2 separate regions of the Arachis hypogaea genome follow, and region 1 is linked to region 2. A link is a contact called in public Hi-C data. All regions are on one chromosome and are shown on one strand. Each heading gives the region's core, a stretch centred on a gene start, on an enhancer-like site or on the middle of the called end of the contact. The rest is flanking DNA. Distances are from core to core; before and after follow the strand shown.

Region 1 (4,695 bases), core at 87-2,586, 44 kb before region 2:
TCCTATACTATCAATTATACTAACAAATCAGATTATATTTTTCAATTATTCTCACTTGAATGTATTCATTCTCAATTAGGTCTCACTTGGATGTGTTCGATTTTAATATTATACCCACTATTTGTGTTTAGATTCAATTATGTCCATAGAAAAGTGAATTATGTAAATGTTGTAGGAATTAGTTTCAACATTTGATGAGCTATTTTTCGGAGTAAATCATCGATTCTATCCCAAACATTTGTATTCTAACTTCAAGAAGAGATTTTTAAAACTCAAACTAAAGCACTCATGATGTGTAATTGACGGCAGGATAACACTGAATCACTTTTACAAACGTTAGGGATACAAATAGGACGATTTAAACGTTAGGGACACAAATAGGATTTACCCCAAACATTGGGGATAAAAACGATACTTTACTCTAAAATAAAAAAATTATTATTTCTCCAAACATGATTTTTGGACTTTAATTCTCCAAATACGATTTTTTTTTTTACATTTAAAATAATAATAATCGTATTTAGGGAATTAAAGTCCAAAAATCATGTTTGGAGAAATAATAAATTTTTTTATTTTATTATTAAAAAAATCCCTAACATAAAATTAAAAATTTTTAAGGATGAAAATTTTTATTTTTTTAATAACGATCGCAGAAATTTGTATCAAAATCTAATTTTAAAAGATTTTTTAAAATATATATTTAATTAATATCTTTTTTTTTGTCGCGCTTTTAAATTTGTGAGTTAGCATTTTTTGGAGTTTTTTTTATCAACCTAATTTACTCTTGAGAGAATAATGATATAAAAAATGGTATAATAGGAACAAAACTTATTAGTTTAAATATAATGATAAATAAAATTATTTTATTTAAAAACATTAGGAACAATGATATAAATTAAGCACTAAAAACAGGCCTGCCTTATGATGTAAGTGCCAATTGTGACAAGCAGGCCTGCCTTTATACAAGTGAGGGATGAGATAAATATGGCTTAAAATATTATTGTTTTAATTCAATAATAATGAAATTTTTGAATCACGAAGTTCTTATTATTGTCTTTTTCTTTTCAATTATTTTTTTTTCTAAAGAATCATCAAAGTTTTGTTAAAAATCCAAATATAATCAAGAAAATAAATGGAAAGATCTTAAAATGTTTTCTCGAAAAATTGTTTCTTGTCAAAGTTTATTAGAACATTTGAAAAAATAGAGTACTTTGGAAAAATAGAGCAAAAGAGCCAAACATCAAGACGAGTTATGGATAGCAACGTTGCAAAATATATATGCATCTCATAGAAAAATGAAGAATTATACAACATCATATTTATTAGTACAATTTTCCAGCTTGTAGAAAATCTCCCCCCTAATGTGGAATTAAAATAATGTGCAAGTTGCAACAACAGTCACTAAGGTGTGATCATGGAAGGTTCATGTAGACATTAAGAAAGTAACCCATCAAATGAGTATGATAAGGTAGAAAATCAGAACGAGGACTAGGACTAGGACTAGGACTAGGTGGAGTTATGGGAGGTTGCGGCAAAATTGGCATATGAAGATGAGAAATGTTAGGGGCAGTAATTTTGGTATTTTGTAACCATTAATTGGTTATTAATGGTATTTTTAATAGTGTGAGATTACATCTAATGATGAAAAATTACTCACTTTTCTTTTGATGGTTAAGTGCTGGCCAGAAAACACAAAAGTTGCTAGCCCCCTAGACTTTTCCTATAAAAATTTGGTTAAGGATGTCCTGGATTTCGAAATGGAACTTGAGACTCGAATTTAAGATTTTTAGGTGAGAATAGAAAAATTATGTCATCTGAGTTATAATTCGTTAGCATTTCGGTATAAAACTTTAAAAAATAATTTTATTCGTATTGGATACACCATAAATTTTTTATCTCTTTATAATATCTATTTTTTCCCGTTATATTCCAGAAATTTTTTAAAAATTATGTTTTATTTATATTCATTAGTTTATTTTATTAAAGATTGACTTGAATACTTGACTAGTGATATAATAAAATGTATTATCGACATCTAATAGTTTTATACATACATTCAATTATGTAACATCATATCAGTAAAAATAATTACTTTTTAGTCTTTTATATTGACTGCGTGAATGGTCATCTAAAAAAACATATGTAATTGTATGACTGTGTAAAATATTTTACACTATCAGTACATTGAAATTAAACTCATCTAATTTATCATCTCAACTCTCAATGAAACAAACAAATGGTAGAAAATTTGTTAATGATCAAATTAAAAAAACTTAAGTATTTTATAAAGATTAAAAACTTATTTTTAGCCATTATAAGAATATGGTATTTTGAACTATTTTGACGGTTAAATTTTTATATTTGATTTCATAAATTGTTAACGTATAAACATAAAGTAACAAAGAAATACATTTTATAATAACACGAGAGAGTATTCAATAATGCTATTCTTATATCAAACATTACTGACTTTCGTATAAATATAGGATCATTATTTTTTATCAAGGAGATTTGAATTCACAACCTCTTAATTGAGTATGGAGAGATTATGCCATTTGAGCTATAACTCGTTAATATATAGAATTGTTATTAATTAATTAATTGTGTGTTTAGATTATTTTAATTAACAAAACAAATATATGAATAAGAACATTTAGGCTTCGTTTGGATAGTGGACGGAGATAAATAAGACGCAAACACAAATACACAAAATGATATAAACACAATAACACATACAATTTGAGAACTTTTTGGTACTCAAGGACATAACACTATATGTAATTTATCATTCTAACAAAATGATAATATTATCCATGCCACAAACCATCAATACCACCTCTTTATTATTATTTCAGTTCAAATTACTACCATTAAAACTACCATAACCACCTCTCTACCACAATTTCAATACAAATTATAACTATTAATAATAACAAACACAGAATAAATAAAAAATTCAGATCTAATCTAATTTAATATATAAACACAATTTTCAATCAACATTTAAATAAAAAATAATAAATAATATATGAATTAAAAAAAACAAAGAACTAAATGAATCTGACAACGAGGAAGAAAGGTGGAGGAATTGTAGAAGAGAAGCGGAGGCGAAATTGAAAGAGTCGAAGAGACCAAGATAGATCTATGAGGCAAATTGAGAGAGAGAAAGGGAGGCACGACAAAAGCGGCGACGAATCTAAGTAGAAGGAGGCTCAAAGATGAGGGAGTCAGAGAGGGAGAGAAGAGTTGAGGCAGTGGAGAGGAGGAGGAGGAGGAGAAGAGGCGGCAAGAAAAGACAAAGGAATGGAGGCAGTGAAGAGAGACAGAGAAGGTGAGGTGGTGGTTGGGGTGGGAGGTATAGAGGAAGAAAGGAGGCAATGAGAAAGAAGGTGAGAAAGAAGAGAAAAAGAAGTGGATTAGAGTTAAAAGGAGAAGGGTATAAATGAAAATAAAAAAAATAACAGAGATAAAAGTGAAAATAAAAAATTGTGTGTTAGTCTCAAATCTGTGTCACAGGTTAAAGATAAAATACAAAAAACATATATTTTATATCCATTTGTGTGTTATCGTGTTTATGATAATTTTATGTCTTATTAAACAAACAATATATATGTGTTACCATATTCATATTTCTTGATGGACATGAACATCAACCAAACAGACCATTAGTAGACAATATATTAAATTGCATATTATAATTAACGTAATATTTTTAGAGTTTAATTTTAATAAGATAAAATATTTGACATAATTAATTAAAATAGTTATTTTACTTAATATGATGATGCGTAATTAAATATATATTTAATTTTTTGTATTAAAATTAGATTTATATCATTATTATAAGGTAGCAAATTTTTTTCCTCCTCAAGATTGCACACTTTGTATATGATTATTGATTACTAACTAATTTTTTACGAGTTTTTACTTTCTCCCCCGTTTTTAGGTAATGTAAATTTTTTTTTTTTTTTTTTTGGGGGTTCAGTAGACAGTAGGTAATGGAATATTGAAGAACTTCTCTTTGACAAAATCTAGGTTAGAGTTGACTTTTCAAATATCTCTTCTTTTTTTTAATGGGGTCAAATGTTTCATAGTCCGATCATCATCACAGAAGCCCATTCATGTTTTCAATAGGCCTTAAGCATTAATCTAGACAAATTACTAGAAGCCCAAACTAAAATTCTATGTCAGAATGGAAAATTGATAAACGAAAATTTTCTGCCAAAAAAGTAATCAAAATTTATTATCAATAAACAATTCATACAAAATGATTATACTATTTTTAAAATTTGAATTCAATAATCCACTAGAATTGGTCGAGTGGTTAATTCACTGATTCACTTAAACAAGTGCCAATGGTTTGAATCTTGCATTGTGTTTAGAAGGTAAAGATGGGAATACCATAAACAACTAAAAAAAAAAAAATTGAATTCAATACTTCCTAATCAAGGTATCAAGTGTTTAATATTTTGATTAATAATATATTTACTATTTTTACATTATATTTAAAATAAAATCATGTTAACGTCTATTAATATAATAGTATATATTATATCACCCACCTTTTTTGCATAATGCCATTTAAAAAGTAATTAGTTTCAAACAAGAAGCTCCAATTTTCTGGTTCCAAATTTACATATCATGATAAAGCTCGAATCTACATGAATTTGTAACTTTTCCTCCCTCAATGTGATG
Region 2 (4,233 bases), core at 288-2,787:
TCTAATATTTCATCTAGCTCCGCCTTTGATAGTAACAATAACAATCCGGCTAAGTATAGAAATGAACATCCAACGTCTGTGATAAAAAATAACCATCCAATTACTCACTAAAACGACCATCTGCATACATAATGGCGTGTTGGTGGGCTGCACGACAGACGAAATGTGTGCGAAGGAGGTGTCTTCGTCGGACATTCGTGGACAGTTGGGCAGTGTCGGCTGGTGTTCTGGGCGGCGGCGGGTGGTGTTCTTTGTGGCGTCAGAGCGGAGAGAGTCGAAGAGAATGCGCGAGAGGAAGGCACTGCAAGGCAGAAATCACACGCGGAAAAGGGAGGTTACCATATACGTAACTGGATCATTTGCAAATACTTATTTTTTAAAATTTTAAAATTCAAAATTATTAGAAATTATTTTAATTAATTATCATCTGATTTTAATTTCTTTTTTAACTCTATTATTCATATTGTTCACTAAACTCATTGTTTCACTATACTTTTTCAATTAAATATTATATACGATAAATGGAATTAAAAAAAGAAAAAGTTATACTTTAAAGTTCAAATTTCTCTTATATTCTTGTAAGGTTGTGTTTGTTTGTAGATATTAAAATTGTAACTGAGATTAGAGGATTTCGACTTAACATTATATTTGATAAATAGAGACTGAAATTAAAATTTATATTTTAGGAAATAATATTTTAATTTCTTCGATACTTTTAAAAAAGTGAATACACATAGTATTAAAATTTAATAATGTTTTTTAAAATATATTCTCTTTTAACTTTTTAAATTTCAATTTTATTCCTCTTTAAAATAAATTAGGATTTCTGTTTATATTTATTTAAAACTAAATAAAGTATTATATCTTAAATAAAATATAATATAAAAATTTAATCAAATCTTTATTTTTTAATATTATTTTTTAATCTTTATCTTTCAGTCTCAATCTTCCTTTTAAATCCATCTTAATGGATCATTCTATGAATGATAAATTAAATATGATTTATTACACTTTTAGTGAGACTTTGTATATAACTTTTAATGTCAAACTTTAGCAAATGCTAGCCTAAATTTAAAATTAATTCCACTTCACACGACAATAGAAAGCAACTTGAGAAGAAAATGTAATATAATGTAGTCCTTTTATCCCGCTCACCTAAGATTATCTAAGGTTTATAGTTAAAAAAAATAAATTCTCTCAATTTTTTTTAATAATTAAAAAAATAAAGTATAATTTTTTAATTTTTTAATATTTTTTAATATTTTTTTTGATTATAAAATTAATAATAAAAAATTACACTTTATTCTTTGAATTATTAAAAAAATTGGGAAGAATTATTTTCTCATAGTCACATGACACAAAAATTAATCCTAAAATTAACATATATACATTCTTTTTAAGTGGATTGAAAAACACCAAACACATACAAAGTTACAAACAGAGAGTAACCATTTCCATCCAAGTTGATGGACTCAAGTCTCAACTTGAAATAGAGAGTAACCATGTTTTCTGTTTGTAATTTCTCCCACACTAAACACTGAATTTCTTTATTTTTCGCCAAGTTCGTTCAATCACGTTCCATCGTGTTCGTGTGTGTATTGCAATGACAGTTGCAAAACTGCAAGCACTATCTTCATCAACTCCGATGCCTATGCCTCCAACTTAAAAAAAGAAAAGAAAAAAAAAGGGAAAAACACGCACTCCAAACCTCTCACTCTTCGCACGTAAAAAATAAAAATAAAAATAAACAAAGAGAAGTTTTTCATTTTCTTTTCTCAGATCTAAACGCGAAGTTCCGCTCCCTGCTTGTTTCCCGGGAAAATGGAACGGCTCCCGCCGATGGATCTGATGCGCTCCGAGAAGATGACGCTCGTCCAACTCATCATTCCCGCCGAGTCCGCTCACCGAGCCGTCTCCTATCTCGGCGAACTCGGCCTCCTCCAATTCCGAGACGTACGTTCCATAATACTCTTTCATAGATCAGCTTCGTGTTCTTTTCTTTTACTTACACAAATTTTCCGTCATTTTGATTTTTTTCGCTCGTTTTTTATCTTTACTTTTGGAAGAATGATTTCTTCGTGTTTGTTTTTGGAGTTCGTTCGTCGTTTTGTTCGAGTTCAGTATGAAAACCGAAAAACTGTTTACGTATCTCTCAAGGAACGGTTGAAGATTGCTATGTTGTTGAATTTCACAGTTGAAATGAATCTGGTAATGGCAAATGGTGTTTCTCTTGTTGTTTGTCACATGCACAGTTAGTGAAAACTGTGATCGAACGTTCTGAGTGTTTATGTGAAATTTCTTTGCATGATGAATCTATTTACTATTGAAGAGCTGGTCAACAATTGTGTAGTTCAGTTCACAATTCATTGTTGTTGTTATATTATTCGTCGTTCATAACTTCTTTAGAATGTTTATAATTATAGGAGGTCTCTCCTAAGTAGTTACTACTTTCTGATGAATCATTGATGTATATATGGGCTTCTAGAAGTGCTTTTGGCCTTCCCAGAATTCCTGGTTTGGACGTTGCTGCTGTAAAATTCTTCTAAGATCTAAAATAATTGTGCTCTTATGAACATACTTTCTTCATCTACAGTTAAATGCTGAGAAAAGTCCCTTTCAGAGAACGTTTGTTAACCAGGTAATCTTCCCTGCTCTCATTAGCCGGAATCCTGTTGGTTTTTCTATACCCCGATATTTGTTGTCTTTTTTCTGCATTGAAGTTTAAAATGTATTATTTTTGTTTGTCAATATTTGAGGTGAAGTTGGAATTTAAAGGTTTTCCTTTTGGACTTCCTGCTAAATACACTTAGTTGGAAGAATATGACAAATAGCATTAATCGTTTCATGTCAATCAGACTATTGTTATCCAAATCCTCAAGATTTGATTTTAAAACTTGTTCTAACTTTGGAATAGTTTTTTAAAAGATGTTTTCCCTCAAGTTTCTAGAATTTACGTAAACCGAACTTGGTGTATAGAAAAAATATTAAAGTTATCGCTTATAGTTTATTTTTGGATTGGATATGATATCAGCAATCTTCAAAAGTCAGGGTTATGCTTATACTTGTCGATATTTATTTATTTATCAATATTAAGTCCCATTTGTATTTAACAGGTGAAGCGATGTGCAGAAATTTCAAGAAAGCTACGATTCTTCAAGGATCAAATCAGTAAAGCTGGTGTAGTATCTTCTGATCCAGTAATGCAGCCAGATATTCACTTGGAGGATTTAGAGGTCCTTCTCTTATTTTACTGCTTTTTCCCCAACAGATATGGTCAGTGAGTGCCCTAGGGCTTGCATTCAAGTTAATAGGTTCAGGATGCAGGACAAGAAATTAGAAATGACATGATGTAATTTAAGTCAGTTATCTGCATTTTCCTATTTTATGTGGAAACTTTACACTCGAAGCTGACGTTTTTAGTCTCTTGGATTCCTCTGAAAACAGATACAACTTGCTGAGCATGAACATGTGCTAACTGAAATGAATTCTAACAGTGAGAAACTTCAGCAATCATATATGGAACTCTTGGAGTTCAAAGTTGTATTGCAAAAGGTATTTCGTTTTGTGATTAGTATTGAACATATTCTCATAACCTCATGTTTCTTTGAAAGTGCTAGAGTTGATCATCTGCTTCCTCTTATCTTCATTATAATAATATTTTCCGCTCGAATTTAGTTAGCAAATAGTGCTTTTTCTGATCACAACTTCGCATTAAATACTAGAATGCTGTACTTATTCTAATATTGTTTCTGATTTTATGTTAATCCATTTGCTTTGATATAAAATACTTACTATATACTTTTTTCCCTGTATCCGTGATATAATTTTATGGATAAATCTCAGGCATCTGCTGTTCTATTTTCAAATCATGGCCATGCTGTTCCAGAAGAGAGAGAACTAGAGGAGAATATTAACTCAAAAGGAGATTATGTTGAGACACCATTTTTGTTTGAACAGGTCCTTCGTAATTTCATCATTCAAAAGTTTAGAATCCTCTAGTCTATTACCTTTTATTTCCCCTCAATTTTATTTATCTTGGAATGCGCTTCAATTATTTGTATATTTAATAGGAAACGAGTATGGAGCCAACAAATCAATCTGGTTTAAGATTTATCAGCGGCACAATTTGTAAATCCAAAGTTCTTAACTTTGAAAGGATGTTGTTTCGTGCTACAAGAGGCAACATGCTGTTCAATCAGGAACCAGCTGATGACCAACTCATGGATCCTATTT

The links. A called contact is a pair of places that touch in the nucleus more often than the background predicts.
Region 1: a contact with region 2 is called in a Hi-C map of an unstated tissue, with 7 times the contacts expected there. The contact joins the enhancer-like site here to the promoter of LOC112736564 in region 2. A contact is called at or near these places in 5 of 8 Hi-C or Micro-C datasets (leaf and an unstated tissue).

The regions. Positions count from the first base shown.
Region 1 is chr13:3,996,397-4,001,091 of arahy.Tifrunner.gnm2.J5K5, reverse strand. No RefSeq gene overlaps it. Among protein-coding and RNA genes, the nearest start is that of LOC112736566, 12 kb to the left of the region's middle. Within about 2 kb of position 1,336, at least 1 of the 3 cell types and tissues checked has open chromatin away from gene starts, as enhancers often do.
Region 2 is chr13:3,953,009-3,957,241 of arahy.Tifrunner.gnm2.J5K5, reverse strand. LOC112736564 (V-type proton ATPase subunit a1) reads left to right here and starts at 1,537. Exons shown (of 18, transcript XM_025786070.3): 1 at 1,537-1,953; 2 at 2,594-2,638; 3 at 3,114-3,233; 4 at 3,445-3,552; 5 at 3,844-3,957; 6 at 4,071-4,233. The coding sequence starts at 1,822.